3 separate regions of the Mus musculus genome follow, and all the other regions are linked to region 2. A link is a contact called in public HiChIP or PLAC-seq data. All regions are on one chromosome and are shown on one strand. Each heading gives the region's core, a stretch centred on a gene start, on an enhancer-like site or on the middle of the called end of the contact. The rest is flanking DNA. Distances are from core to core; before and after follow the strand shown. Region 1 holds the start of Fbll1 (fibrillarin-like 1). Region 2 has its middle 19 kb from the start of Gm25799. Region 3 overlaps Slit3 (slit guidance ligand 3).

Region 1 (3,617 bases), core at 757-3,256, 920 kb before region 2:
ATCACCTCTGTACTGGCTAGTTTTGTGTCAACTTGACACAGCTGGAGTTACCACAGAGAAAGGAGCTTCAGTTGAGGAAATGCCTCCATGAGATCCAACTGTAAGGCATTTTCTCAATTAGTGATCAAGGGGAAAGGTCCCTTGTGGGTGGGACCATCTCTGGGCTGGTAGTCTTGGGTTCTATAAGAGAGCAGGCTGAGCAAGCCAGGGGAGGCAAGCCAGTAAACAACATCCCTCCATGGCCTCTGCATCAGCTCCTGCTTCCTGACCTGCTTGAGTTCCAGTCCTGACTTCCTTGGTGATAAACAGCAGTATGGAATTGTAAACTGAATAAACCCTTTCCTCCCCAACTTGTTTCTTGGTCATAATGTTTGTGCAGGAATAGAAACCTTGACTAAGACAACCTCCATCAGGACGCATATGAAACACACACACACAAATAAATAGTTTTTCATGCAAAATGGATGCTGGCAAATCTGAAATCATCAAAACCAACACCCTTCTTCAAAAGTTGTTGGATAAGAAGCACTAATGTTCCGGGTTAAATGCTATTAGGTAGCATAATTCTCTCTTCCTTGGAGAAGAGCAGCCTTTTAATTTATACAGGGCTTCAACTGATCAAATGAAACTTACCCACACAATGCAGGACAATCTGTTTTACTTGACAAATGTAAATGATAACCTCATCCAATCACTGCCCAGAAACAACCAGAATAATATTTGATTAAGTATCTGAGCATCCCATGGCCAATTCAAATATATGCAAAAACTAGTCATTACAAGGTCTGATTGGTGGAAACACAACCAAGACAGCAAATGTAACTCATTTTAGAGAATACTCTTCAAATTGTAATTAGAGTGTTTCCCACGAACAAGCTATCACAGGAATCCTGCATTTCTTCCTCTGCCACCTTCTCTATATCCTCATGCAGACTTGTGGCCCTCATCAAGAAAGTCTTATAATACTCAGGGGTGAACAGCCCTGCCATTGCTGTCTGTGGATGTGAGACAGGAGAGGAGATTAATGTGTGCACATATGGGGAGTTAATATCCTCTCCCTGTGTCATGTTCTAGTTCTTAGGTGCATTCCACTGAAGAAATATAGTTTTTAGCTTGGCTAATGTGCACCAAAGCTATTTGCAAAAGCTTTTCCCTTCCCCCTGCTGCTTGAGGAATTTTCCCTTTCCCTGCCAATATAAGCAAGTTCAATAGTTCAATACCACCCGGGCCCTTCCCCATCTGAGAGGACTGACTAAGAGGTCATGATGACCACAGTTGACCAGAGCAAGATTAGCAGTTCTCAAAAATTAGCTATAACACAGATAACAGTCCTTGGAAATCCTGCCTCAGTTTGAATTCCACAATAAACCACATACTGTCCTAACCTTGCTGACGAAGTTTTCTGGCACATCAACAGCTGATCACTAAAATTAAAAATACACTATTGCTTTGCTAGCCAATAATGATATCACTGTGAGGTGCCCCCCTTTCAAAGATTATAAAAAAGATGTACTTTTGACAATCGGGGTTTACTCTCCCTGCGAGGCTGAGCAACGCCCCCCCCCCCCATGGTTTTATTCCACGCACGTTAGAATAAAAACCTCTTGTCATTGTTGCAGCGTTCTGCCGTCAAGCTGTGTGTTTCTGGGGGTCGCGTTCTCAACACTTGGGCCCTTGGGGGCCCAACACCATCTCCCTGGACTTGGCACTTAATTCCACTAACAGGGAGGTCAGACATGTGCTTAGATCAGCTACACAGAAGTCCAGCTTGGCCCCAAAGCCACCAATAGTGGTCAGAAGAGACGTGTTTGAGGTAGCTGTCCCTGGTGCTGACTGGACGCTAAAGCCTATGTAGGGACGTCTGGGTTTCTATCCGCGGTGCTGCCCATTTCTTCCTCCAGTTCCTCAAGGTTTGGATGAAAGAATGGTTTTTAAAGCACAGACGAAACATCGAAGTAATTTCCTTTTTTTTTTTTTTTCTGAAGTAAGTGCCATATGATTTAGGTTACACATAGGTTTCCTGCTGACACACGGGAGAGCAAGAAACTAAGAAACTCAAGGACTAGTGGATGCGCGCTTCCCATCTCTCTGCCACAGAGACGCTTGGCCACTGCGAGATCCAGGGAAAGAAGCTGGAGTCCCTGGGAAAGCAGAGAATAAATACCAGCAGACTCGAGAGAAGGCAAAGGGTTACAAGTGAGCAGGCTGTGTCTGCGCGCAGCTGGTGCAGGGGGGCTTCCGGGGCTACAGGGGCTACAAAACGGCTGTGATGCAATCACGCAAGTCACCGCGTCAAAGCGTGGATCCGGGGATGTGCGCACCGCGGCCCCCTGCATCCCGCTGCGGCTAATCCTGCGGGCAGCCGCCGCCAACAATTTGTCCCCATTCCGCAGCAACCGCCCGGGTCCCTCGCGATCCCCGACCACCGCGGCAGTTCCTGAGAGCTGCGGGGGCCATGAAACCCGCGGGCGGCCGCGGCGGCTGGGGCTGGGGTGGCGGCAAGGGAGGCAGCAAGGGAGGTGACACGGGCTCAGGGACCAAAGGCGGCTTCGGGGCACGCACACGCGGCTCCAGCGGCGGCGGCCGGGGCCGGGGACGAGGCGGCGGCGGGGGCGGCGGGGGCGGCGGCGGCGACAGGCAGCGACGCGGCGGTCCAGGCAAGAACAAGAACCGCCGCAAGAAGGGCATCACGGTGTCGGTGGAGCCGCATCGGCACGAGGGCGTGTTCATCTACCGCGGCGCGGAGGATGCTCTGGTCACACTGAACATGGTGCCTGGAGTCTCGGTGTACGGCGAGAAGCGCGTCACCGTGATGGAGAACGGGGAGAAACAGGAGTACCGCACGTGGAATCCCTTCCGCTCCAAATTGGCAGCGGCCATCCTGGGCGGCGTGGACCAGATCCACATCAAGCCCAAGTCCAAAGTGTTGTACCTGGGCGCCGCCTCCGGAACCACTGTCTCACACGTCTCCGACATCATCGGCCCCGACGGCCTGGTCTATGCGGTTGAATTCTCCCATCGCGCCGGCCGCGATCTGGTCAACGTGGCCAAGAAGCGCACCAACATCATCCCGGTGCTGGAAGATGCCCGGCACCCGCTCAAGTATCGCATGCTCATTGGCATGGTGGACGTGATCTTCGCCGATGTGGCCCAGCCAGATCAGTCGCGCATCGTGGCGCTTAACGCCCACACCTTTCTGCGCAACGGAGGCCACTTTCTCATTTCCATCAAGGCCAACTGCATCGACTCCACAGCGTCTGCCGAGGCCGTGTTTGCTTCTGAGGTGAGGAAGCTGCAACAGGAGAACTTGAAGCCACAGGAGCAGCTGACTCTGGAGCCCTACGAAAGGGACCACGCCGTCGTCGTCGGGGTCTATCGGCCCCCACCCAAGAGCAAGTAGCAGCAGCAGAAACCAGGGAAGGTGCCCCCGCGCTGCCACAAGACTGTGTCTTTGTGCCTGTCCTAGTGCGTTGTTTTTCTATTTAATAAAATAAACAATTCCCAAGTGTACAGTTGAGGCCAGAGTGGGTTTTGCAGCTGCACCAGTCGCTCTCCAGCCTTGGTGGCCTAATACAGAGGTATAGGGCCCCTTCAAGGAACAACATGGGAGTGGTGTC
Region 2 (3,279 bases), core at 268-2,767:
ATTGGCTTGTGGTATATATACAACAAGGCAAAATTGCCCTAACATGAGTTTTATTTATTTATTTATTTATTTAGGCAGAATCTCCTATGCCTCTGAAGAATTGGGTGCAGATATGATTAAAATCAGATGCATCATGGGTAGGGACGTGTATAGCAGAAAAAAAGACTTTATGCCTAACCTGTCAATAAAAACAGAGAACCACCTTCTCCATGTCCCTTATCACCCAAGTTCCTCCTCCCATTTGTGAAGTCCTTAAAATGAAACTCCAAATAATAACTGGAGTTCCTGAGTGTCTTCATTCTCATGACCCATTGCCCTCTTGCAGGATATTCAGACCTATTCTAGAGCTTTGCTTTGAATAAAGTTTTCTAGATACACTTGCCATGTGTGTGGGCTTTTTATTTGAACTCCTTGAATAAGAAGCCCCAAACTTCAAAACACCTGACCCTGACCACAACCCCAGCAACAAATCATAACTTAGTCACATCTGTAATACATATAGAAATCTAATCCCTTCCCAATTGTTAACGTAAATAGAGAGGAACATAATATAGGAGAGCCCGAACATTAAATCATTAGGCTTACTTTAGGAAATTATCAAAGCCATGTTGCCTGGTTGTGGGTGATCTCGTATTTCAGTTCATGGGTCTGTTTTTCTCTTTTAAACAAAAGCCTTTCCTCGTTCTGGTGATGAGCTAGTGGGCACAGAGGGAAAGTGGAGGGGAAGTATACTCACCACCATGCCCCCCAGTGCAGATGCAGAAGGGAAGTGAGATCCACAGGGCTAGTCTAGGAGAAGTAGACAGCCCTAGACCTGGTTCTCATCACCAGAAGTTCAATTATTTATGGCTCAAGAGAGTGTGGAAAATCTGCCTAGACACAGGTTTGAAATAATATATGAGTGCTCACCTGAGATGAGAGCCCATCTGTGTAGGGGTCCATGTAGAGTTGAGTGAGTCTTTGTGTATGGTCCCCAGAGAGGCAGCTAGCTAGCTACTCTACAAAGATTCCCAGACAGCAGCTAAGGCCAGGGAGCGTGAGTGCAGAGGAATATCAGCCTCGTGATGGTCCTGCATTCAACAATATGCTTCAGAATGCTCACGGTGGTTATCCCAGGTAGACTGGGGAGTCGGGTCCATTCTATTATAGACACAGTCTCAAAAGAAAATAATTAAATAGTTAATTTCATGTGGGCTTCAAATCGCCTCATTCCCTTCTCTCAACTACAAGAATCAAACCAATAATTCTCGAATGACTCATACTTATGTCTACAGGGATATCTTTGTAACTGAAAAAAACACTAATTCAGAATTCTGTGATTTGAATATTTTGCTGGCATGAAGGAATGCCCAGCAATGGGAAAGCCCCTTCCCCATTTAATAATGTTTTCCAGAAGCAAGTCAGCAAAAGTGCATTTATTCATAAATACAGAGCAATGCCTGCAAAGGAAAGCTGGAGGTGGCTACAGTTGGAATTGTTGAGACATCTCTTTGACTCATCTCCATCAGGGGGCAGATGATAATAGTGTGGTTAAGGTTGGCCCCATTGTCAAGATGTGGTAAGAGACTTGTTCCTGCTTCCTTCTATATAAGCAAATCACACAAGGCAGTGGGAGTTGATCTTCTATGACGTCTGCAACAAAACAATTTCCACAAAGTCTGCTTGCCTGGTATATCAAAGTGATAGGTGGGATTAGGCTCCCCTGTGGAAATTTCCATGTATGTTTTAGAACATGTGGAGATTGCAAAGAAGAGCTATAAAATCCATACATGCTTACAGTGTTAAAATGCTCTTGTCAATGAGGATGTGGAATGGGGGTGGTGAATCACATTCTAGCAGGGTATTAGCTTATTTCTCAGCATAACGGGAGCTTTCAGAAATCAAAGGAATAATTTTCAATGTTCAAACTCTCTTTTTTTGTATGTTTGTTTGTTTTTGAGACAGGGTCTCTTTAAATAACAGCCATGATTGTCCTGGAACTTGTTTTGTAGACCAGGCTGACTTTGAATTCAGAGAGCCCATTGCCTCTGCCTCCCAAATGCTGGGATTAAAGGTGTGCCCAGGTTTTAAATTCGCTGAACAGGATGATGTATGCAATAGAAAGATAAGTGTCATGACATGCAACTTTCTATCTTGTTTTTATTAATATGACTTAGCAATCACTGCCTGACCAAGATGGGGTAAGGTAGATATTGAAGCTCAAGTGGAAAGTTATTCAATCGCATTTTGTCTTGAGTTGTTTTCCCCAAACATGCCCTTATTTCTAAGACATATTTTAATAGGAAACAGATTACATCTCTGTCTAATCTGTCTGTGCAAGAATTCCCACTTCAATCGGATAGGGGACTAATATCCAACATATATAAAGAACTCAAGAAGGTGGACTTCAGAAAATCAAATAACCCCATTAAAAAATGGGGCTCAGAATTGAACAAAGAATTCTCACCTGAGGAATACCGAATGGCAGAGAAGCACCTGAAAAAATGTTCAACATCCTTAATCATCAGGGAAATGCAAATCAAAACAACCCTGAGATTCCACCTCACACCAGTCAGAATGGCTAAGATCAAAAATTCAGGTGACAGCAGATGCTGGCGAGGATGTGGAGAAAGAGGAACACTCCTCCATTGTTGGTGGGATTGCAGGCTTGTACAACCACTCTGGAAATCAGTCTGGCGGTTCCTCAGAAAATTGGACATAGTACTACCGGAGGATCCAGCAATACCTCTCCTGGGCATATATCCAGAAGATGTCCCAACCGGTAAGAAGGACACATGCTCCACTATGTTCATAGCAGCCTTATTTATAATAGCCAGAAGCTGGAAAGAACCCAGATGCCCCTCAACAGAGGAATGGATACAGAAAATGTGGTACATTTACACAATGGAGTACTACTCAGCTATTAAAAAGAATGAATTTATGAAATTCCTAGGCAAATGGATGGACCTGGAGGGCATCATCCTGAGTGAGTTAACACATTCACACAAAGGAACTCACACAATATGTACTCACTGATAAGGGGATATTAGCCCAAAACCTAGGATACCCAAGATATAAGATACAATTTGCTAAACACATGAAACTCAAGAATTAAGACTGAAGTGTGGACACTATGCCCCTCCTTAGAATTGGGAACAAAACACCCATGGAAGGAGTTACAGAGACAAAGTTTGGAGCTGAGACGAAAGGATGGACCATCTAGAGACTGCCATATCCAGGGACCCACCCCATAATCAGCTTCCAAATGCTGACACCATTGCATACACTAGCAAGATTTTA
Region 3 (3,222 bases), core at 96-2,595, 710 kb before region 2:
ACAGAGAGTTGAGAAAAAGTGCATATCATGAAGAGAAAGAAGAGAGAGATGGACCACAGGGCAGCTGTGTTTCCCTGCCATGGAACCATGACACTCTATAGGTGACATCCCAACTACACAGCTAATGGGCAGAACTGTCAGCAGCTCGCTTCATTTGGCAGTTTCAATATTGTGGAGAAACTGCCTTAAAGTCTCTAGGCTTCCAGTCTGACACTCCTCAAACCGACTGCCCGAGACCCTGGCAGCCTCAGGCCCCAGGCTGGACCCCTGAGAAGCTGCTGTAAAGTGTATCACATACTTTATATGAACTTTCTCGAATGCTTCCACTCTTAGGACTCTGGGAAGAATAAGATGGTGCAGGTCCAGAGCCTAGAACTTCCTGGGGAGAGAAGGGGCGATGGGGACTGAGAGAGCTTTTGCAGTCTTATTATGTCATCTCTCAAATGCCTTCCCACCACTAAGGACCGGTGTAGTGGGAAACAGGGATGAGCCGCAGGTGGGACACTCTATTATGATGATGAATGATACCAGAGCCCAGGCTGAGGACTTAGCATCCCAGCCCCATCCATCTCCCTTCTCCCGAAGGTGCAAATCTTTTCATCAACTCCTCATTTGGTGTGGCTGCTCCCCAAACCCTCAGCTGAGAAAACACACACACACACACACACACACACACACACACACACACAGAGAGAGAGAGAGAGAGAGAGAGAGAGAGAGAGCAGAGACAGAGAGACAGAGAGAGACAAACACAGAGAAAGAGAGAGAATGAATGAATGAATGAATGAATGAATGAATAAGAATGTTTGGAAGGGATGTGTGGGGTGCCAGAGGGAGAGAGGGGAGGGACTGGCTCCCTCAGTGGCTATGTCTAGCGGATGCACACTTCTGGCAGGGAGGACCCATTCATCTTGAAGAGTAATCCCTGCTGCAGCGTGGGGGAGACAGTCGTATTAATTTGTGCCTCCACGATCTCATCTTCATTGGGGGAACAGAGTATTTGTTACTGGAACCGCTAATGGAGCAGTTTGCCAGCAATTTCGCCATTTCAAACAACATCTCAGCTGCTAATGTGGACTGGTTTGTCAGGCCTACCCATAACACAGACAAATCACTCTCTAGGCAAAAGGAAGGGGGAACGGGTGGGAGCCCAAAGAGGAAGGGCGGGTGAGAACGGAGAGCATCAGGGCTGATCTTTCTTGGCTGCTGGATGAACACGGTTTACAAATGAGACTGCCACAGTCTGTTAGCAATGCCTTTGTGCCCTGTTGGAGGGGGTGGGGAGGGCACTTTCCCGGGACTGCAGTCATAGACAGGCTGGACGGAGGCCCAGTTGGCTGACTGACTGGTGGTGAGTCACCAAAGCTTACCATTGGGATGTGGGATCATGGGCTACTGGATACAGTCACCCGCAGAGGATGCCTTGACAGACTTTCCAAGGACATTCTCCTTTTTCTGACTGAGTAGAGAATTCAGCAGGGAATTCTCAGCCAAGGCAACAACTCCATGGATCTCTGGGACACCACAAGCTCTCCAAGGTATCCTGTGAGTCACCTGCCACGCAGGAAAGGGACTTTATCATTTTCTGCCTTTGGAGAGAACCACTGTCCACCAGGATAGTGGCCCTTTTGTCTTTTTTGCAGGGGAACTCATGTCTACAAGCCTGTCTATGTGAAGCAACGATGGATACGAGTTCTATTATCTCTGTGCAGTTTACAATCAGCCAGACTCCGCTTGGGCAAATACTAAGGGAGGAGCAGGATGTGACACCGACCTCAAGGACTTTACGACTCTGTTGACAGAGCTCAAGGCAGCCCACCAGAGAATTGAATTCTATTGCTATAATAATCAAGATCACTATTATCGAGTATTATTATTAATGGCGTGCTGGCGTTTATGTCTGTTATTTTTGAGAACCCTTATTCTTACGAGGCGAGCTGTACTGGCCCATTTGTAAACAAGGCGAAGGAAACCTAGAGGGATCAAAAAGCTTGTCAAAAAGGACACAGCGAGTCAGTGGTGGGATGAATGAGCCCTGTTCCTATCTGTCGGTCACACTGCTTGTCCATATTTATGAAAATGGGTAAATAGAGGCTTTTCCCAAGTCATGGGAAAGTCTCAGACATTAAGGCCTACTGACATCATTGATGTCCGTGCTCAGCGGATAGGGTCTCAAAGCCGAGGGAAGATGGGACAGAGATGAAAAGACAGGAAATGAATACTCATCAGCTCTCTGGATCTGTGGGATCACCATTCACAGACTCAACCAACTGTGCTTAAAATATATTAATAAAAAGGCATCTGATTCAACATGGAGAGATTTCCCTAAACAACAGAGTCTAACAGCTACTCAGTGTTGGTACTTAGAGAGTATTTGAGAGAGGACTTAATAGTAACAGGAGGATGTGCACGGTTTACGTTCATTTTATATAATGGATTTGAGCATCTGAGGATTAGGAGTTTCACGGGAGCTCCTGAAAGTACCCCCCCCCCATGAATATATATTATGCATATGGAGTGCAAGGAAATGAGGTTTGAACAGAAAACAAGAACTCCAAGTTTAGACTATTAACCCTGGTGGAGACCTTGCCTTGTACCCTGCCTGCACTCCTCAGGTTTTTTTACTCCGAGAATAGGCTTTGTCTGTATTTCTTAGCCTTCCACGGGATCCTTAGTGGATTGTCAAAGGCATGGCAGGCCCAGGTGGCAGCCTTTGGTGATGAGGTAGTTGTGAATATCCCATTTCCCTTAAATAAAGCAAAGGCAAGGGTATGGATAACATTAAGAACTAACAGGTATCAAGTATATAGATGTTAGCTAGGCATTGGGCTTTAAGCTTTCACGGCATGTCAAACTTAATATTTACATATCTGTAAGGTGCATCGATAAGGTTTTACCACCTCTGTTTTCTCCCTACCTCCTACCTTTCCTCCTTTCTTCCTTTTTTTTTTTTTTTTTTTTTTTTGACACAATCTCCTTATGTAGCCCAGGCAGGACTAGGACTTACACTCACCTTGCTATAGCCTTTCATATGGTAGGATTATAGGTGTGTACCACCACGCCAAGCCCTATCCCTAAACAAGGAAGAACTGAAGCTCAGAGAGGCAAAGACACTAGTCCATAGTTAGGAGAGGCTAGAACAGGGGTTTCGGTCCACATTCATCTGGTTCCAAAGCCCTGACTCAACCACTAGGTTTTACTGAACCATTTGCTCTCCTTATT

What was found. HiChIP or PLAC-seq counts read pairs in DNA pulled down with a chosen protein or histone mark.
Region 1: an SMC1A HiChIP or PLAC-seq map of the NIH/3T3 cell line shows a contact between it and region 2, with 22 times the contacts expected there. The contact joins the promoter of Fbll1 here to the enhancer-like site in region 2. A contact is called at or near these places in 4 of 39 promoter capture datasets (cranial neural crest, maxillary cranial neural crest, pre-B cells and 1 more), 1 of 15 datasets of contacts at CTCF or cohesin (the NIH/3T3 cell line) and 4 of 115 datasets of contacts at active chromatin or transcription factors (SST interneurons, embryonic forebrain, embryonic hindbrain and 1 more).
Region 3: an H3K27ac HiChIP or PLAC-seq map of the NIH/3T3 cell line shows a contact between it and region 2, with 7 times the contacts expected there. The contact joins two enhancer-like sites. A contact is called at or near these places in 1 of 15 datasets of contacts at CTCF or cohesin (the NIH/3T3 cell line) and 2 of 115 datasets of contacts at active chromatin or transcription factors (the NIH/3T3 cell line and double positive thymocytes).

What each region holds. Positions count from the first base shown.
Region 1 is chr11:35,797,273-35,800,889 of GRCm38.p6, reverse strand. It overlaps Fbll1 (fibrillarin-like 1), which reads left to right and starts at 2,006. Exons shown (of 1, transcript NM_001004147.3): 1 at 2,006-3,510. The coding sequence starts at 2,456. The coding sequence ends at 3,400.
Region 2 is chr11:34,878,114-34,881,392 of GRCm38.p6, reverse strand. No RefSeq gene overlaps it. Among named protein-coding and RNA genes, the nearest start is that of Gm25799, 19 kb to the left of the region's middle. Within about 2 kb of position 1,517, at least 4 of the 459 cell types and tissues checked have an H3K27ac peak or open chromatin away from gene starts, as enhancers often do. A contact at or near this core is called in the NIH/3T3 cell line, where this site is marked.
Region 3 is chr11:35,585,419-35,588,640 of GRCm38.p6, reverse strand. All of the region lies in intron 9 of Slit3 (slit guidance ligand 3), which reads right to left. Among named protein-coding and RNA genes, the nearest start is that of Mir218-2, 30 kb to the left of the region's middle. Within about 2 kb of position 1,345, at least 79 of the 459 cell types and tissues checked have an H3K27ac peak or open chromatin away from gene starts, as enhancers often do. A contact at or near this core is called in the NIH/3T3 cell line, where this site is marked.